3 separate regions of the Mus musculus genome follow, and regions 1 and 3 are each linked to region 2. A link is a contact called in public HiChIP or PLAC-seq data. All regions are on one chromosome and are shown on one strand. Each heading gives the region's core, a stretch centred on a gene start, on an enhancer-like site or on the middle of the called end of the contact. The rest is flanking DNA. Distances are from core to core; before and after follow the strand shown.

Region 1 (3,636 bases), core at 112-2,611, 2.5 Mb before region 2:
TAGGGCCATAGTAGTCGTCATCTGTAGAACAGCACGCAAACAACCGTCTCTGAAGCAGAGGGTCCAGTCCCTTAAACCATGCACCTTGATTTTTGGATTTCTTGCCTTACAGGATTGTGAGAAAAATAAGTCTCTGTTCTTCATCAACTCCCCAGTCTCAGGTGCCCTGTGACAGTAACACACAGCGGACTATGAGAGTTATAAAGCCATGCACAGCTCTGTTTACCCCGCCTCTGTTAACCCACGACCAGATTCATGATTACCTCGAAGACTCAAGAACCACAGGTTGCTTGGAACATACTATTCCTCCAGTAATATAAATATAATGAGATCTCATAGCAAATAACCAAAGGTGGGACTTTATTTAAAAGTTTGATACTGTTCACCATGCGCTTTCCTTATATTCTTTTAAAATGCTGTATTAAAGTATTTGTATTGATTGCTTGTTGGACCGTGAAAGGCAGTCTGTGTTCTGGTCGAGCGAGGCTTACTGGGGAGACCCAGTAGAAAAATCTACGAGGGACGGAACCTTAACCTATGCTCCCAGACACAAGCGCCTGACACCACATCAACTCCTCAACTCCATAATCCTGTGACTATCAGTCACATAGACAATGGCCCAGGGACGCCAAAACCGGCTCCCCGTAGTACCCAGCGGGTCTGTGGGAGTCCAAGCCGAGACTGTGCCTACCCTACCACCTGGAGCGGGGTTGTGCAGCCTATGAGGCCCGACGCTCCGTGGGGTCCGGCAGTAGTCTACCTGAGCTCTGGTAGAACACGGGTCTCCTACCTCTTTATTTCCCGCGCGTGGTGCTCCACAATTTCTGATTTGTGTTGCATTCCTGAATGTGGCTTTCATGGATAAGGGCCTTCCACATCTCACCCTAAATTTAGCCCTTAAGTTGCACAGCCAGTAAGGACTTGAACATAGCAGTTTCTCTCAAACCCCATGCTGTTAGTGAATTTCCTATGTAAAACCTTACAAGAGGTAGAGGGCTATCTTTGCTTTATCTGCTTGCAGTCTGTTTGAGATGAATACTTCACAAGAAAAAAGTTAAAAAAAAATTCAAGGCTCCAAGAAGGGATGTGACTATTTATTTAAATTATGTACAAACTGGTAACAAAATTTGGTGGAGACTAGATAGGTCATTTTGAATCACGGAACATTGTTGCTACATACTCCTTTGTCTGCAGTTAGTGCTGAGGCCTGTCGGTTTTTGTAGTGGGATCAGGGTTTCCAGTTCTGCAGAGAGCCGTTGGTGCTGTTACGTTTAGTGGTTCTTTCTTGTCTCTGGTTGGCTTCAGATGCTTGGAGCCAGCTCCGAGTTAGCTCGGGCTGCATTGAGCAGACACCCGGCAGGTGCAGTGTGCTCTGAGCTCTTTCATGGTCATTGCTTACCATAGTGCTTCCTGCTTCTCTATCTCCAGTGTACTTCACATCTTCACATTTTCTCCACGCACTCTCCACCCTGCCAGCACGGTCAAACCTGGCAGCACTGTCAAAGCAGGCTGCTTGCAACACTCCTTACATTTATTTTCAGGAGCAAGGATGAGTATCTCTAACCACCACTAGCTGTTAACCCTTTGTAGTCCTGGCTGTCTGTCCTGAAACTTGCTTGGTCGGTCTGGCTGACCTTGAACTTATAATAGATCTGCCTGCCTCTGCTTCCCAAATGCTGGGACTAAAGGCATACAGTACCATACTTGTTTTGCGGGTCCTTTGTATTTTGATAAGACCCAGGACAATGCCGATCAGCTGCCACCGGGTAAGAGGGAAGATGTTGTTTTCTAAATCACAAGGTTTCATATATGCACCTGAAACCATTGCTCCTTCCCTGATTATAAAACAGTGCAAAAACTAAAGAAAACTATGATGAAACAAACAATATTAAATGTCCTGTTCCCCCTTCATGATTTGAACTAGAAAAATCTGAAGCTCTTTTAACATTTTATTCATTCTTTGAGAATTTCATATATGTAGACTGTGTATTTTGATCACATCCAATCACACATATTATTTGAGAATTTCATATATGTAATGGTGTATTTTGCTTCTATGTACCCCTCTTCCACCTCTCGGATGCAATGTCTCCTCTCCCTCCATCCATCCTGTCCCTCACACCTTCCTCTTTTTTCCTCTTTCTCTTCCTCCTGCCTTGTTCTGCTTCTATTTCTGCTGCTTCTACTTCTTCTGCTTCTCCTTCTTCTCTTTCCTTCTCCTTCTTATTCTTTCTTCTCATTCGTGTTCTTCTTCATCTTCTCCCTTCTTCCTCCTTCTCCTTCTGCTTTACTGTCTCCTTCCTTTTCCTTCTTTATAACTCATGAAGTCTAGTGCTGACTATATATATAGGCTTAGGGATGTCCTTTAATGCCCTTTAGAGCGTGGGCAACCTATCGGGACCGCATCCCGGAAGAAAACCCATCAACCCTCTCCCAGAAGTCATCAAGTGCCAATAACTGTTCACTTGGGAGTGGGGACACATTAATTCATTTCCCATCCATGCGGAATGTTGACTGGCTTGATCCTGCGGATGCCTTGTGCAGTCACCTGCAGCTATTGTGATTTTGTAGGTGCAATGGCCCTGTCATATCATATGCAGAAGTCACTACCTCACAGAAGTCTTTTTACCCCTCTGACTTTTACAACAGCCTTTCTGCCCTTATTCCATGATGCTCCCAGAGCCTTGTGAGAAGTTGGTATGTTAGAGATGTCCCATTTGTGACTGGGCACTTCACAGTCATTTATAATTGGTGCTAGTTGTTCTGTCTCCGTGGCAAAAAAGAAGCTTCCCTCGTGAGCAGTAAAAGCTGTTTAATCTATGGGTATATTTATAAGTATTTAGACAGTCCTCTTTCTGTTTTTATTGATTTTAAAATATATTTTATGATTTCAAAGATTTCAAACAAGTACTTTGATCATATTCACCACAACTCTTCTCTCTAAATTCTCCCAGACCCATCTTCACCGCTTCACACCCCCAACCTTGTGTCCCCTCTGTGTTTTTTTAAAAAACAATCCATTGCATCCAATTTGTGCTGTTCCTGGACTACCAGGTGTGGGGCCATCCCTGGATGGAGGTAAAGCTACTAGAAGTCACATCCTTAAAGAGAACCAACTTCTCATTTACACAGAAGCTTTTAGCTGTCCCAAGCTCTTCAGTTAGGGGTATAGGATTCTAAGCATCTCCTGTTCCATGCCAGAATGCTGACTTCCTTGGTCTTCTACAAGTCTTATGCAGGCAACCACAAGCCACTGTAAGCTCATAAGCAGTGGTGAAGGATCTCTGTTTAGTTCATTGACTGTGGGATCACATATTTCCCTAAGATATTTTCCACTGTATACTACTAGTTTGTATGTATGACTACCAGGGTCTTGTTATAGCATGTGTCTGTCTTTTGCTATAAACTGTCTTCTATTATGTGATCCAACATAACTTTTCAAAAAGCTTTTCTGGAATTATCTGATAAATTGTTTTCCCTGAACACTCCTATTCTTTTTTACATTTTATTAAAAACACATGACATGATAGAAAATATGTCTAATATAGTCTGTATCCCTGTGGGTTCTAACACTCAAATCAGAGTCACATCTGTTTATTGGATTGAATTAAAATTTATACTGTGGGAAATCACAGG
Region 2 (3,408 bases), core at 325-2,824:
GGTGTTCATGTGTGTGCCACAATCTTTGCATGGGTGTATGCATGCCTGTAGAGACCAGAAGATAGCTGTAGATGTTATCTCTCAGACATCACCCACCTTGGAAGTTTTTGTTTGGTTGGTTTTGTTTTGTATTGTTTTTTGGTGAAACTGTCCCTCACCTGGCCTTGTGAGGTAAGGCAGACTTATCAGGAAGATGAAAGAATCCACTAGTCTCCTCCTCCCTAATACTGGGATTATAAGTGTGTGTCACTGTACCCAGCTTTTGAAAGTGGGTTCGTGTCCTCAAGCTCTTTCTTGATTTTTAATTTTGCTAAATGTCATATAATATTATATTTATCAGTTTTACAAGGATCCCTCCTTGTAACTCATACCTGCAATATCAGTACCAGGGGGGCAGAGGCAAGAGGACTGCCATAAGTTCTAGAATAGCCGAGTCTCCCAGCTTGCAGCCTGCCGGGTGGTACATAGTGAAGTTTTGCCTCCTCTTCACATACACACTATAATAACATAAAATCAAGTGCAGAGGACATTTGAATCATTTGAGCATCTTTAAAAAGGAATAGTTGTGAGGCCTCAGAGCTGCTCAGCTATATTAGACACAAGAATGTATAGGAAACCTGACAGTTTCAAATTGCCCCTATTTTGTTTATGTGTATGTGCATATGTTTTTGTGTGTGTCCATGTGTATGTGCATGTCAACAATTAACATCATGTGTCTTCTCCAACGATGTGAGATAGAGCCTCTCTATAAACTTGGAGCTTACCACCTTGCCTAACTATCTCTGGTCAGCAAGCTTAAGCAGCCATAAGTCCTCACCTCCCAGAGGTTACAAATACGCAGCACTGCATCTGGCTTTTTATGTGGGTGCTGGAGATCCAAACTCAAGTCTTTCTGCTTGCCTTCTCCCCAACCTTTAACAGCTCATAGGTCTTTGGGGTTTTTTGTTTTTTGTTTTTTGAGACAGGGTTTCTCTGTGTAGCCCTGGCTGTCCTAGAACTCACTTTGTAGAACAGGCTGGCCTCGAACTCAGAAATCCACCTGCCTCTGCCTCCCAAGTGCTGGGATTAAAGGCATGCGCCACCATGCCCGGCTTTCATAGGTCTTAATAGACAAAGATGTACATATCTTATGTCTCGAAATTTCTCCATGTTTGCTTGAAATACTGAAGCATTTGCTTCAAGCGTGTCCCTTTAGTTTGGGTTGCTGCTGCTTGCATTTTTTGTATTCTATACAGGCACTAAAAACTCCTGAACCCAGTAATAAGTTGGAATGCACATGAGCTCATAACCTTGCTCCTTCCTTTCATAGAAATTTACCTAACTCACTACATAGCTGAATTTCAGAATCAGGCACAAGAGCAGTATGTTCTCTTTGTATTAAAGTTGGTTCTCCTGGATAGCAACTCATCACCAGCAGGAAACTTGGGAATGCTAGAAAAGCACCAACATTCTACCCCAAAGTCCCTTAGTTCTGTTTGGCTTCTAGCATAGAGAGGAGACTCTAGCTAAGGGCTAGAAAACAGTAGCCAGCAGGGGCGGGATTCAGGATGTGAGATGTGGGATTAGCCTGAAAATGCAAACTGGCCTCACCTCACATGCACTTCCTCTGGCAGGAAGTGAAGTTGCATTGTGTGTTCTCAAAGTCAGGTCTCTGCATTCAGCCCACGTCTGCAGCTCCTGCTGAATCCACCGCGTGAACTATTTACTACTGAAGGATGCAGTCAAACCTTTTTATTTTTGAACTTTTTATTAGTAGTGAGAAACACGCCTGATAATCCCGAGCCTCACAATGGGTAGAAGTGCAGAGAAAACATGTCTAGGGCATGCTTGGCCCTTTATGCTCAACCTCAGTCTACATCATGCTCTGCCCCACAAGGCTCAGAGGACATCACGGAGGAGGCTTCTAAGAGTCAGAGATCAGGGCGATCTTCTATGAATCAGTGTCTTCTGAGCGTGGCAGGGCCGTTGCACCCATAAGCACAGGAGCTGTTGCTACGTGCATCTATAGTTTGCCCAAGACCAAGGCAGTCTACATTCTACCATGGGTGAGGGAGGAACACACAAATCCCAGACCTGAGTGGAGGCGCTATTTGCAGAGGATGACTTTTATAGAAAGGAGAGTTATTTTTCTTCAGAGGCATGGCCTTGCTCCAGTGGATGATGCCACACCTGTGTGAATATAGGCAGCATGAGTTGGACCTAGTGGATTTAAGAAAAAAAAAAAAAAAACAGGACGTGAAATTGAAAAGGGGGTGGATGTCTCTTAGCTGCATGACCAAGGCAACTTGGAAAAGAAAGCATTTAATGTAGAGTTTTACAGTTCCAGAGGATTCTTATTCATTGCGGGAAGTGGGGAGCATTGTAACAGGCAGGGAGGCATGGCAGGAGAACTAAAACCATAGCAGAGAACTTATATCTGAGGGAGGGAGGAAGGGAGGGAGGGAGGGAGGGAGGGAGGGAGGGAGGGAGGGAGGGAGGGAGGAGAAAAATATGCATAGGATATAAGAAAGCATACTAACTGGGAATGGTATGAGCTTTTAAAACCTGAAATAGGGCCGGGCGTGGTGGCTCACACCTTTAATCCCAGCAATTGGAGGCAGAGGCAGGCGAATTTCTGAGTTCGAGGCCAGCCTGGTCTACAGAGTGAGTTCCAGGACAGCTGGGGCTACACAGAAAAACCCGTCTCAAAAAACCAAAAAACCAGAAATATATGAATCTATGGGTACCACTCACATTTGAACATAAATTGGGGAGATCTGGGAGAAACTGGTGGGCAAGACTAGGGGGTAAATATAATTAAACTACATTACATACATAAAAATATAATGGAGTGTCATGAGAGAAGATAGTAATTCATCATAAATGATGCAACTACAACTCATAAAATTATGTCTTACTGTTTTTAATTAAGGAAAAATCCAAACTTGGGAGAATCCAGCCTTCAGGGGCAGACCTGACTCAGGGCAGTCCCTCATCTGTTAAGCTTTCGTTCATGCAAAGAAGCCAAAAGAGGAGCACAGAGGATACTCACTCGGACGTGGAGTTCATCTGCATGACGAAGATTCCGAAGAAGTCTGTGAAGAAGACCGTGAAGTACCTGCAGCCTGGTCACGCTCCAGCTCTATTGGAAAACCTCAAACTCGAGGACACAGCCCAGGCATGTCTCCCCCCCCCCCATTCTTTTCTCTTATTCACAAAATATATAATAATTCCCTTGTTCTGGAAATAGCATGTGGTAAAGGTTTTGCTTCATTTTCACATTTTTAGCTCACTCTAATTATGGGATGTACATTGCAACCTGTGTTTGCTGGATAAGGTCCCAATTTCTATTTTTTCCCTTTGGTTTTCTACTTTGGAAGAAAAGTTAGATTGCTAATATCAGCACAATTTGGAGAACTCAGCCAAGTG
Region 3 (3,410 bases), core at 499-2,998, 2.1 Mb before region 2:
CCTTCTGTGTTGACTCCTCTAACACTGGGAAAACAGGTTTGGTTCTTAGCTCCTGGATTGTTTTGTGCCCTGTGTATTCAGATGCTGATTGCTGTGGCCAGAAATCTAGTTGCAGTCTGGACATTGTCATTGTCATGCTATTGAAGCATCTCCTGTCTCTAAGATGTGTAAAGATTGTTTTCCATCACCTCGGATTCGTTACTAAAGAGCTGGGTAGCCAATTAGCTGGCCAAAAGAGAATTATAGGGTGGGACTTCCAATCCCAGTTGGCTCTGGAGAAAAAAAGCGGGGTGGGGGGGGGGGAGGAGTAGGGGAAGAGAAGATGGACTAGGAGGAAAAGGACCAGGAAGATTCACAATGAGAGAACAGCCCCAAGGACACAAATAGAGCAGAGTGAGCCAGAGCAAGACCAAGACCGAAGCTAATGCCACAAGGTTGGGCCAGGCCAGCAGAGATCTAAACTCAGTTCCTCGCATATGCAAGCACTTTACTGGTTGAGCGTGTTCTTCTGGTGCTGTGTTTTCAACTATTGTCTCTTGACTGTATACTCCCAGAATTCTGCACTCTCGTTTCCAAAGGCCAGGGCTGCTATTCTACAGTCTATAGTCTGGCTTCCTGATTAGTTCTATCAGTAAGTCACTACATTCTAGGGCTTGCTTCTTTCCCTTGGTTGCTCCCAACAGCATCTGCGCCCCCACCCAGTAATTCTAAGTTATCTTGTCTTTAGGACTCGCTTCCAGACTTTCTGTTTAACAACTCTACATATCACACTCTTCACAGCCTTTCAAAGCTACCCACCCCAGAGAAGCTCTTCTTATTCGTTCCTCAGAGGAGCACTCCGGAACTCAGCATCTCTTCCCTGAACTTCTGAGCTCGGATAATCCAAATTTTCCCCTTTGTTTTCAGGACTCTAAAAGCAATAACTTCCTTCCTACCACATAAAGCCCCCTCTCTAGGAGATTTCATATGCTCCTTCTTAACACAGAGACCCCTTCCAACACCTTTGTAACACTTTCTTTTATAAACTTCTCTCTGTTAAATAACTTGGGCCTCCATCATCAGACCCCCATGCTCAGTTTTTCTCTGATTATTTCTTTACATCCTTACTTATAGATGTTGTTTTTCTCTATGTAAAACTGTTAAAACAGCAGAGAGCCGACATCACTCCATCGATACACAGCCGCAAGTCCAAATTGCAAAACTTTGTATTTCCTTGGCAGAGCTCGACATTTAGCAGAGGTGATCTTGAGAGCAGTGAGATGATGTTGTTACCTTAGTAATAAACAAATGGGTCTTAGTCGTTTTTGTTTTGTTTTGTTTTGTTTTGTTTTTTAATCCAGGTATTTTAAAATCCAGATACAAACGTCTCATTTTATGTGGCTTGGCTGATTTATTTCATTTACACATGTTGACTTAATTTAAGAGTCATTATGGGGTTAATAGATTATTCGGAAAAGAGTTGGACTCCTCAAGCCCACAGGGACAGCCTGCACGTATCACACATCTGACTACTGGCAAAATGTAGCTTACCTCCCTACCCTTCTATGATAATGCCAGCATTCCAAAGAACATAGTTTGAAAAGAAACATATTCAGGCAGAAAGCAGAGCTATGCTACAAGTGTTAGCATTCTGTCTAAGCTTCACCCCACAGTTACCAGGCAACAGCCAGGTATGCTCCGCCCTCTTGGGCTCTTTCCTTCCCCTGTTTTGGTTTAAGAGGGAAGCAAGAGAACAAGACAGGGAGAAGGGGACAAGCAGCCCCTTTTATAGTGGGCTGGGCTACCTTGCTGTTGCCAGGTAACTGTGGGGAGGCGCATACCTGGCTGTTGCCAGGTAACTGTGGGGAGGAGCTTAGACAGAATGTTAACAATAAAACTGAGTTGTTCAATAATAAAGTTGGTTGGATTGACAGATATAATTGAACTAGCCCTATTACTGGTGATAGCATCCATTTAAAGATGCGTACTCTAAAGGGAACAGAGAAGGAGGGCTAAGTTTTACCTAAAGAAGACTGGGAAAGCTTTACAATAAAAACAACATTTGGACAGTCTTAAAGTCTGGCCTGGAGTTTTCCATAAAGATAAGAGAAAGGGAGGGAGAAAGGAAGGAAGGAAGGAAGGAAGGAAGGAAGGAAGAGAAAGAGGGAGAGAAAGAAAAGAGAAAGAAAGAATGACAGTTGGAAGTTCCAAACACATGACATGTCACTATATGCTCTGGAAACCACAAGCATTTCTGTGTTGCTAGAGGGTAGTGCACAAGGGATATAAAACCGAAGATTAAAATGAACTCAGGTTGGCAGATGTGGTGGTTTAAATATGCTCGGCCTATGGGAAGTGGCACTATTAAGAGGCATGGCTTTGTTGGAATAGGTGTGGCCTTGGAGGAAGCGAGTCACTGTAAATGAGCTTTGAGGTCTCCTAGTGCTCAAGCTCCATCCAGTGCAGAAGGGCATCTCTTTCTGGCTGCCTTCAATCAAGTTGTAGAGCTCTCAGCTCCTCCTTCAGCACCATATCACCCTGCAGGCTGCCATGCTTCCTGCCGTGATGATAATGGACTGAGCCTCTGATAATGTAAGCCAGCCCCAGTTAAATGTTTGCCTTTATAAGAGTTGCCTTGGTCATGGGATCCCTTCACAGCACTAAAACCAAACATAGCAAGATTTCTGTTTGGGCTATTGTGTTGGTGTGGCTTGGGGTGTTTTGTTTTGTTTTTTTTTTAAGAATGTGTGCCATCCTATGAAATAGGAACTTAAGGATTCTTTGGGAAGTCATTTGGAGGGTGTTCTGCTGGAGCAAACACCACCTGAAAGAACAATTAGCTAAAGTGGACACAGGCAAAAGACTAAGGCAGCCTCCGGAAGGAATATTTAGCTGAAGTAGACACAGGTGATGTTCTGCTAAAGTGAGCATGTGAAAGGACACATAAATGAAGGATTTTTGCTAACAACACACCACACATGTATTGGACCACCTTACATTGTGTAGCTGAGCTGCATTTGTTATGACTCCATAGAGAGAAACACACCAAAAAACAAACAAACAAACAAACAAACAAACGAAAAACAAAAACCTTCTAGTGGTGTGCTGCAGTCTCTTGGGACTTCCACTGACTCAAGCTGATTGACAGAGTGATGGTCAGCTGAGACAGACACACGTGCTGAGGCAAGACCCGTGGAGGGCATGTGATGTTTGGAGGGCATAAAGAGGACTCAGTGGACAGTGACACAGGCTGAGCTTGTCCTGCTTATAGAGCTAGCTGTGCAATGCTTGTGGGTCTCACAGCTTCACTGATTGTCACTTCCTTGAGAGAGGTACAGACAAGAGCTTCTCCTGGCTTTCCTCCGGGTCCCTCCTGCTGACTCGTGCATGCCTAGGCTGAGGCCTGGCTGCCTCTGCTAGGTGGTGCCGCT

Evidence for each region. HiChIP or PLAC-seq counts read pairs in DNA pulled down with a chosen protein or histone mark.
Region 1: an H3K27ac HiChIP or PLAC-seq map of T-cell acute lymphoblastic leukemia shows a contact between it and region 2, with 10 times the contacts expected there. The contact joins two enhancer-like sites. A contact is called at or near these places in 3 of 39 promoter capture datasets (frontonasal cranial neural crest, hippocampal neurons and liver), 2 of 484 Hi-C or Micro-C datasets (double positive thymocytes and frontal cortex) and 2 of 115 datasets of contacts at active chromatin or transcription factors (T-cell acute lymphoblastic leukemia and double positive thymocytes).
Region 3: an H3K27ac HiChIP or PLAC-seq map of embryonic stem cells shows a contact between it and region 2, with 6 times the contacts expected there. The contact joins two enhancer-like sites. A contact is called at or near these places in 11 of 39 promoter capture datasets (the 3T3-L1 cell line, cranial neural crest, embryonic stem cells and 7 more), 4 of 484 Hi-C or Micro-C datasets (LSK cells, cerebellar granule neurons, cochlea and 1 more), 5 of 115 datasets of contacts at active chromatin or transcription factors (astrocytes, embryonic forebrain, embryonic midbrain and 2 more) and 1 of 9 other capture datasets (embryonic stem cells).

Annotation. Positions count from the first base shown.
Region 1 is chr16:46,103,345-46,106,980 of GRCm38.p6, forward strand. The region is part of intron 3 of Cd96 (CD96 antigen); the gene reads right to left. Among named protein-coding and RNA genes, the nearest start is that of Cd96, 15 kb to the right of the region's middle. Within about 2 kb of position 1,362, at least 31 of the 459 cell types and tissues checked have an H3K27ac peak or open chromatin away from gene starts, as enhancers often do. A contact at or near this core is called in T-cell acute lymphoblastic leukemia and double positive thymocytes, where this site is marked.
Region 2 is chr16:48,583,982-48,587,389 of GRCm38.p6, forward strand. It overlaps Morc1 (microrchidia 1), which reads left to right. Exons shown (of 27, transcript NM_010816.1): 19 at 2,912-3,157. Among named protein-coding and RNA genes, the nearest start is that of Gm41458, 28 kb to the right of the region's middle. Within about 2 kb of position 1,575, at least 28 of the 459 cell types and tissues checked have an H3K27ac peak or open chromatin away from gene starts, as enhancers often do. A contact at or near this core is called in T-cell acute lymphoblastic leukemia, double positive thymocytes and embryonic stem cells, where this site is marked.
Region 3 is chr16:46,500,818-46,504,227 of GRCm38.p6, forward strand. No RefSeq gene overlaps it. Among named protein-coding and RNA genes, the nearest start is that of Nectin3, 5.6 kb to the left of the region's middle. Within about 2 kb of position 1,749, at least 8 of the 459 cell types and tissues checked have an H3K27ac peak or open chromatin away from gene starts, as enhancers often do. A contact at or near this core is called in embryonic stem cells, where this site is marked.